Linked DNA regions of Sus scrofa: region 2 is linked to region 1. A link is a contact called in public HiChIP or PLAC-seq data. All regions are on one chromosome and are shown on one strand. The core of a region is the stretch at or near the end of the contact, and the rest is flanking DNA. Distances in the headings are between cores, read along the strand shown. Region 1 holds the start of GLCE (D-glucuronyl C5-epimerase). Region 2 holds the start of KIF23 (kinesin-like protein KIF23).

Region 1 (4,473 bases), core at 953-3,452:
AATCAAATATATCCTCAACTGATCAATTTTTGTAGTTATAAAATTCAATTCAGCATTTTGGTTTGATTTATAACCAAAACAAAACCAAAACCAAAACCAAAGAACTCAACATTTCCAAAGAGTTAGGTATGACTATGTAAAATTTCTTGTATTTTTTTAATGATTACAAGAGTCAAGGTTTAGGTATAATATCACTAATGTTTCTGGTCCTAAAATCAAAAGAAATGTTATTAAAAAAAACAAACTGTCACTAAGAAAAAGACTAAGGCAGGCAAAATTCTTTGCTTTGACATACTCAAATGTGTTTATCCCAAATTACAGAATTACTATGCGTACAGGTTCCAATGCCTGCCACATGAGACTTCATTTACAGGCCCCTATGATAAAGCAACTATCTAACCAGAAGAATTGTCAAGCAAAAAAGCACACAGACTTTCTAATTTATACATTAAAAAGAAGAAGAAGAAGAACACATATGCACAGGTCATTTTATTTGAATTCCACTGAAGCCTGGGGTAGTTACCAAGGATTCTGCAAAGAAATCAAGACTAACTGTACCTCTACAATACAACGGTTAAACGGGATTTTCTCTAAAAGAGCTCTGTGAGCAATCCTTCCAGGTTTCAAATGACGCTTCTGCAGAGCTCTAGCTTTGGAACTTCAAATTCCAATGCGTTATTTGGAGGCTGAAATTATCCCTCTCCACAAGCTTTCCAAAGGACAGAGCGAAGCCAGAACACACTTCCAGCACTACTTGACTGCCTAATACTCCGGCAAGACCTCAGGACAGATCTAATAATGCAGGATCAGCAAAGCAGACCACCTAGAAAAGGAAGCCAAAACCACACAGCCTTCCCTGTCCTCAGCAGCTTCCACGCTCACCCGGAAGACACCCGTCTCCTAAAGAACCTACAGTCCACAAGCCCACTTAAGCTGCTGCCTGCCACTCTCTCGCTCCCAGAGCAGCGAGACCAGCACGCGCCCACAGGGATTCCGAAGCAGAGACAAGAAAATTGCAGAACAAATCCACTATTTCTCTAACTAGCCAACAACATGGATAAATCCTTCAACTAAGCATTGAGTAAATCTCATCTGAGAGAAAGATCTGTTCCAGGATGCTGACCAGCCACTGAGCTGGCTCGGGATGCCACCGGAGCCCACTTGCCGCCCTGAGCCGACCCAGCGCCTGCAGAGCTTCGTCCTTCCTTCGAGATCACCCGGGGACCCGCTAACTCGCCCTGTCGCCCCACAAAAGACTGAAGACCATGCCAAGTTACCGCCCCCCTCTGGGCAAAACAGAAACCCTAATAAAAACGCTGGTCTCCGCGATAAACCCTTTCGCCCCTAGCAGCCCACCAAGGCGACCCTGGACCCTGCAGAACGCATATACAACGCCCTCCAGCCTGGAGACCTCGATAAATAGATCAATCCTCCCGGGACCCCAATACACCGCTTCTTCTTCCCAGGATGCGAAACAAGACGCCCACTCCCGCTCAAAAGACCCTAAAGACCCCACGGATCTGCCCCTTCAGAGACCTAGGACCTTGCTAAACTGAATCCTCTGCCCTCAAAGAGCATGGGACCGCGAGAAAGGACCCTTCGTCCCGAAACCTCGCCATACCACCTCACGGAACTGAAGGACCCTGATAAATCTCCCTCGACATCGAAGAACCGGGACCTTCTACGCCTCCACCCACCCCCTACCCCAAAGCCGGAAGAGCCCCAGGACCCTCAATAAAACGCCTCCTCACCCCAGGAGCCCTGGCACGCGCTACACCGCCCTTGCGCGCCCGCACCCAGATCCCACCCCACCGCCTCCTCGCCCCCAGCACTCCTGAACCCCGACAAGCCTCACGCCCACCAAGCAGCGCCGCGCTGCCCAAGGAGCCGCCCCCGTCGGGAGCCCGCCTGCCCCGGCTGCTCCGTGTCCCCGCTCCCCGACCACTCCTCAGCGCAGACGCGCTCTGGGCTTCCTCACCTGGGCAGCGTCGGAGGGCGAGCGGGCCAGGAAGCCCTGAGGAAGAGAAGGAGGCGGCGAAGAAGGGACGGCTCAGGCCTGCGTCTGCGGTAGCTCCAACCCCTCCGCGAGGAACCGCTTGTGTGGGGAGAACCCTCCCGCTCCGCGCGCAACCGGGAGACCGAGCCACAGCCGTGCCCACAGCTCTTCCCGCGAGATCCCAGCCACAGCGAGAGGCGGGGCCAGGGAGAGGGGCGGCCACGGTGGCTGAGTGACAACTCCGAGAGCCTGGCGGCGGCGGCGCGGGAGGCGGAACCTGGATCCTAATACGACCAATCGTAAAACAAGAAAGGTGATTCGCCCACAGCTTCTCCACTCCCCCGCCCCTCATCAATAAACGAGGGCTAAAGTAGCAGTGACCTTAAGCAGTCTGGGGCAGTAGAAGTTTGTGGGAAGCAGTTCTGGATGCCGTCTTATCTTGTGTGTGGTCCTACCCAGCCTCCGTACTTATACCTGGTTAGAGAAGAAGGCGGTTCTCACACCGCGGTGGGCTGAGACGGTATTTCCCTTGGCTACAGCGTGGCCTGAAGTACTCAAGAGGTTCACCTGTTTGAACGCCCACACTTCTCAGGTTACCCTGTCTAAACCTCTTTCCCCCATCCGGGCCTCTCCTCCCTCCCCACCTCACACAGGGAGCCATTGTTGAGATGCATGTGTTTTCCAAACCCCTACTCGGGACGTCTGTCTGACAAATGACTCTTTTGATTGATGTTTACTTCTACTGAAAGCCTTCTAGAGCAGTAAAAAGTAATCCTCACTGAGTCACCAATATAACAAATTCCAAAATTACATGAAGAGTTGTATCTCTGTGGACCTCAGTGTCTGGCACATACAGGGCTCTGAATAAATGTAAAAGGAATGGCTGAAGAATATGATACTTAAATACAGCTCTCTCTCAGTATCTTGGGAATTGTTTCTAAGTGCCCTGAAGATACCAAAATAATGGATGCTCGAGTGCCCTATGTAAAATATCTGTAGTATTTGCATATAACCTACCTCCTGTAGACATTAAATCTTCTCTTGATCACTTATAATACCTAATAGAGTGTAAATACTACATAAATAGTTGCCAGCGCAACTTCTTAAACTTTGGGGGAATTTTTTCCTGAATACCATGGTTGGTTGAATCCACACATACAGTCAGTGGCTGACTATATATGAAATCTGGACTCGGTCCAGAAAATTCAGGCTTTCCTAGCCTTCCTCTACAATGACAGCCAGTTTCTCCACCCTGAAGTCCAGTCACTTTATTATTATGCCTGTCCTATAGCCTTCATTCATTCCACCTTTCCACCGCAAGAAGTGTTCTTTCTCCTCATCAAGGTTAATCTCTGCACCTGTGCACTGGATCCCAGCCATTCCCAGATTTTGATTAATCAACTATCCTCTCCCCATTATCAGTTTTCCCCTTTAAGCTAGCTTTTCTCTCCCACAGACACATTCAGTCTCCTCCATCCTTTGAACAGAACAAAAACCACCCAACCTGGTCAAGCCTTTCAAACTACTCTATCTCCTTTCTTCTCAGAATCACCGTGCTTGAGAAACTTAAACTATCTTTGCTGTCTTTACCTTCTCATCTCTTATTTACCCCACTACACTGTTGCTTATACCCACACAATCGGCTTTTCTTTCAATGGTCACAAAAGACTTCTTTCTTCTTTCTATTTTGGGGCATCTTTCCCAGTGACCACTCTGCAGCCTTTTGAAAATGCCAGCCATCTACTTCTACCTGCCTAACTACATTCTCCTGATTCTCTAGCTACTCTTCTGACTCTTTTTTTTTTTTTTTTTTTGGATGTAGGGTGGAAAACTCTTTATTCATTTATTTGAAAACTGTTGCATATTGGTGTCTCCTTATCTTATAGCCATACCTGTAAGATTTTAATAAGATTTTTCTTACTCCACACATGGTTCCACACTTTTGAATGCCAATTAGTGGCTCAGACACTGGAAAGAAAACTCTATTCTTGACTCTATCCTCTCCATACATGACATCTCTCCAATGCCCAGTTTCACAAATTATACCATTCTGTGATTCCTTTATTAATCAGTGTAGCAGAATCTGGCTGTGTCTAAATGTGAGAAAAGAGAAAAGCTATGAAGCATACTTAGCCTGGACTGGAGCTTGAAACATTTACATTTGACTTCTAAATTCAGATGCTTTGGAAATGGAAGCTTCTGAAGAGGTCCTGTGTGAAGGGTACACAGGCAGGTTGAATACTAAAAAGGCAGTAAGCCACCCGTCTCACCATCTGTCTTCATGGCACGATGCTTCACTCTGTGGCCTGAAAGTCATGCTCTGTCCTCGCAACCTCTCCATCTGGTACCAAGTGCACCCTTCAGCAAATTGTGTGTTGAGAGCTGTCAAGGAGCCAGACCACTATGGTTTCTGTTTTTGAGATCCAAGCCTAGAATTCTGCTGTAGGTCCTGTACATCTTCCAGTAGTGCTGTGGAT
Region 2 (4,349 bases), core at 1,390-3,889, 230 kb before region 1:
CTTCCGCACCTCTGTCCCTACACACACACATTCACACACAAAAGACATGAATTCACACACACAAATTCACAGGGAAACCTTACCCCCACTGGGTCTTTAAGAGTTGTTTGGGCTCCCTTTTTCACTGGTGGTTTCCTGGGTGTCTTAGTCCTCCTGGTCATAAATACAAAAACATTTCAGCTCAACACTAACATACAAAAAACCTCACCTATAATTAATAGAGACAACCTACCTAGGGTTTATTCTTTACCAGTTCCAAAACACTATACCCCAAGTAACATGAACAGGAATAAATTGCATTAGTAGAAGAGTATTTTGGCATGTATAATCCAAAAGTAAATAAAATTTGGCTTAAGGAGTTCCCAGTGTGCTCAGTGGTTATAAACCCGACTAGTATCCGTCCATGAGGACTTGGGTTTGATCCCTGGCCTAGCTCAGTGGGCTAAGGAGCCAGCGTTGCATCAAGCTGCAGTATAGGTCCCAGATGCAGCTTGGATCCCATGTTGCTGTGGCTGTGGTGTAGGCTGGCAGCTGCAGCCCTGATTCAACCCCTAGCCTGGGAACTTCCATATGCCCCACCTGCAGCTTCCCCCCCCGCCCGCCCCCGCAAAAAAAAAATTGGCTTAGGAGAAAGTTTTGGTACTAAATATACTTGCTCTTTGTTGAAAAAAGAGACAAGAGGCCCCAAATGGAATCACTTATGCTAAGCCCTGTGTCACCAAACTGAGACTTAATACCTAACTTATAGTCTCAACCTCTCCCAGGAGCAGACTCTTAAACTAGCCAACCTGGAATTACCTGGTCAGCACTAGTGAGGTGATCTGCCTGACAGACCACTGCCACCCACTAAAGGATGCTAACCTTGCCACGATCTACACATTGCTAGTAATTCTCCTGTCCTGCCCCTGTCTGCCTATAAGTCTTCCATTTTGTAAAGTTCTTCAGCACTCCTTTCTATCTGCTAGACTGGATGCTGCCCAATTCATTAACTGTTAAATGAACCCAATAAGATCTTTAAAATGTACTCTGTTGAATTGTTTTTTAACATCTATTTATAGTTCTATTTGTAAAATAGCTTGCTTATTTTCTTAAGCAACAATTTTACAGACACTACAAATTTGAAAAATCTATGGATAATTGACCACACTTATGTCCAAGGGCATAAATATACAGATGCATAAGCCCATATGCTGTGGGCTTCAGTGCCAACAGCCCATTGCCAAGGCAGACTGAAAAGTGATCAACTTCAATAAAATATAAAAATGCAGATGGAGAAAATCCATTTTTTCATCAAGATTTATGTCTTTACTTTCAAGGAATAAGAAATTATTGAATTCTCAGAACTATCATCCTTTGTCCCCAAAATGTGGTCCCCAAACTGCAATTTCTTGCTCTTTTTAAGTAGGGATGGTAGAAAAAATAATGATTTACTTTATCACTTCTCTACATGCCACTCCCCCTTTTCCCCATTTATCTATAGACTAAACATTTAACGCTAACATTAAATGAAGTTATTGGCTCGGACTACAGACTATTAAAATACTTTCTCAACACTTCCCCAGGTGAAACAAGCAAATTCGTGTTTTAAGTCCAAGATATTATGGTAGATTTATTTAACCTCCGTATTTTTCTTCCCAAAGATAAAGATTTTGACTTTAGCCTCTTAAGAAAACAAGTTGCCTTTTGCAAACGACTAGCTACATGATGACGACAAATATAAAGTCAGCCCTCTTCTTTGCACAAGTATTTCGATACCCAATAGCAGTCAAGGAATGAGTGTGCCCTGGGAACATCACTCCACTCGGTGAGGAATGTGGGCGTGTGCATTTATGCCCGAGGACCGGGTTGTGTGAGACCAAAGAATAGAGAAAAGTAACCGAACGACAACCGGGAGTGGTCTCGGCCCCCTAGGCTAAGAAAAGCCCGCAATGCACACCGATGCCAAGACTCTCCAGGGGCTGAGACCACTTACCCAACCAACCCCAGGATACAACACTTGGCCCCACACCCAAGTCGACCTCCGACCCGCACTAACTCGGCAAAATGCAACCCGGGGCCGCGGACGACCAGGGAGGGAAAGGGGAACTTCAGAAAAGGTTGGAGCCGCTGGTCCGGAGCCAGGTGGAGGGCGACCCGGCTAACTGGAACCGGAGTCGCAGTCCAAACCTCCCTCACCCCTAACTAGGGGCCGACATTTCTTGGTCGAAGTGAAGCCGGGGCGGGGAGCCGGGGCGGCCGACTCCGGGCGGCTGGGAGCTGGGATGGTCCAAGCGGACGGGTCTCGACGCCCAGGTCCCCCCCTCCCCCAGGAGGTCCTGGTGGGGGTTCCCTCCCACTCTGGGGGCCACACTCCGGGAGGCTCCGGGCTCAGGGCCGAAGGCGCGGCCCGGGGCGGCTCAGCCCCAGCTCCGCGGCCCGGTACTCACGCTGGCTTCATGGCAGCAGGCTCGACGCTGCCCGGATGCGAGCACGGAACGCCGGGCTCGGTCGGGCGGGCTGGCGAGGACGGCGGACCGTAGAGACCGGCCTCGGGAACACAGACTCTGCCTTTCAGGCGCGGCGCTCCGTAAAGCCGGGAGACGCCGCTGCCGGCGCAGGTGAGCTCGCGCCCGGCGCATTTCAAACCACCCAATCAGCGCCCGCCCGCGGGGAAGGGGCGGGGCTTATGAGGAACCTCCTCCTTTGCGGGAAATGGCGCTCGTCTCCCAGGCGACCGACGCCGGAAATAGCGTCGGCTGTGTGAGTGATGAGAGCGGGATGGGGAAGCGGGTCTCAGACATTAGGAAGTACAACAGCTTCCATGGTCCTATGAGAACACTGAGAGTTTCCTTTCCCACAGCACGAGAAGTCCGATAGAAGGGCAAGTCCAGGGTTAATTCAGTGGTCAACAGTGTCGTTCCGCCCAGGAGTGTCCTTTACTTGGGCTGTGCCCTGCACAGAGTCTCAGACTCTCTCTTCGGAGTCCAGATCATGGTATCCCCTTGGCTTCCTATTTCTCTCTTCTTCACTTTTCCTGGGATCTCCCTCTCTGGTTCCTCCACCTCTTTCCTGTATATCAAAGTCTTAACAATGATTGATACTGGGCATACCGAGATAAATAAAATTTTGATCCTTGTCCTTGAGGAGCAACGTCCAGAACCACTCTTTTCTAAGATGAACTGATTTTATTTCACTTTGACTATCAGTATGAATCTATGTACGTGCTCTTATGGAACTGTGGTCCCATCTCCTCAGCTTTCTACAGGACCAGACGATTAAGGATTGACATATCTCCAGCCCATACTGTTCCACATAAAGATGGTTCCAGTGTTTGCTACTATAGACATAGTTATAGAGAATAAACTTGAAAATCTATTATTTACACAGAATTGCTGCGTCAGAGAGTACACAGCTGCAGCTCCAATTCAACCTCTAGCCTGGGAAAATGAGGCCAAAAAAAAAAGATAAAAGACGTTTAATCGTATATTTTTCCTAATGCTTTTATTGCTTTGTTTTTTATGTTTAAGTCTTTGAACCATTAGAACTTTATTTGTCGTCAAATAAGAGGTTGGGATCTGTATTACTTAGGAATTGGGCTGGGCTGCTACCTTACCTTTTTGGCCACACCCATGGCATATGGATGTTCCTGAACCAGAGATGGAATGTGAGTCACAGCTTCGATCTACACCACAGCTGTGGCAATGCCAGTTCCTTAACCCACTGCACCACACACGGAACTCCCGCTTACCACTTAATTACTAGGCAGCCTGGCTTTAGTCTCAGTCTTTCCACTTGAACTCTTCTCAGCAAGATCATTGATGCTAAAACAATTTGGCTCTTCCCCACACTTATCTTTCTTGACCTCTTAACACCCTAAAAAATATTTCCCATTCCTTTGTTTTCCTCCTAGATTTCTAGCCCCTCTTTTTCAGCCTCATTTGTGAGTTCTCTTTTGTCCCTTAAATATTGTGGTTTAGGGTTTTGACCTGGTGGTCACTAGCTGCGCTCTCTCCCCAGGCACGCCCATAGCTTCACGTACTATTCATGTTTGCTTTTCTGGGCTCCAGTTGCATATGTCCAACAGCCTACTGAATTCTACACCTGGATGCCCAACAAGTACCTCACACATGACACATCCTAATCTCTTCCCTGAACTTGTTCTCCCTCAGTGGATGGCATTATCGTCTATGCACCCACCCAAGCCCAAGTGCAAAGTACCATCTTTGACTTTTGCCTCTTCTTCTGTTCCAACATTCAATCATCAAATCTTGACAGTTCTACCAACTAAATAGCCTTCAAACCTCTCCTCTTCATCCCCTTGGCCACTACCATCTCTTGTCTGGATGGCAGCAACTGTAACCTAACAGGCC

What was found. HiChIP or PLAC-seq counts read pairs in DNA pulled down with a chosen protein or histone mark.
Region 2: a contact with region 1 is called in an H3K27ac HiChIP or PLAC-seq map of alveolar macrophages. The contact joins the promoter of KIF23 here to the promoter of GLCE in region 1. A contact is called at or near these places in 1 of 5 promoter capture datasets (fetal skeletal muscle), 2 of 47 Hi-C or Micro-C datasets (embryonic fibroblasts and skeletal muscle) and 1 of 2 datasets of contacts at active chromatin or transcription factors (alveolar macrophages).

The regions. Positions count from the first base shown.
Region 1 is chr1:167,005,659-167,010,131 of Sscrofa11.1, reverse strand. GLCE (D-glucuronyl C5-epimerase) reads right to left here and starts at 2,202. Exons shown (of 4, transcript XM_001927959.7): 1 at 1,979-2,202.
Region 2 is chr1:167,238,263-167,242,611 of Sscrofa11.1, reverse strand. It overlaps KIF23 (kinesin-like protein KIF23), which reads right to left and starts at 2,639. Exons shown (of 24, transcript XM_013993340.2): 1 at 2,427-2,639; 2 at 84-153. The coding sequence starts at 2,437.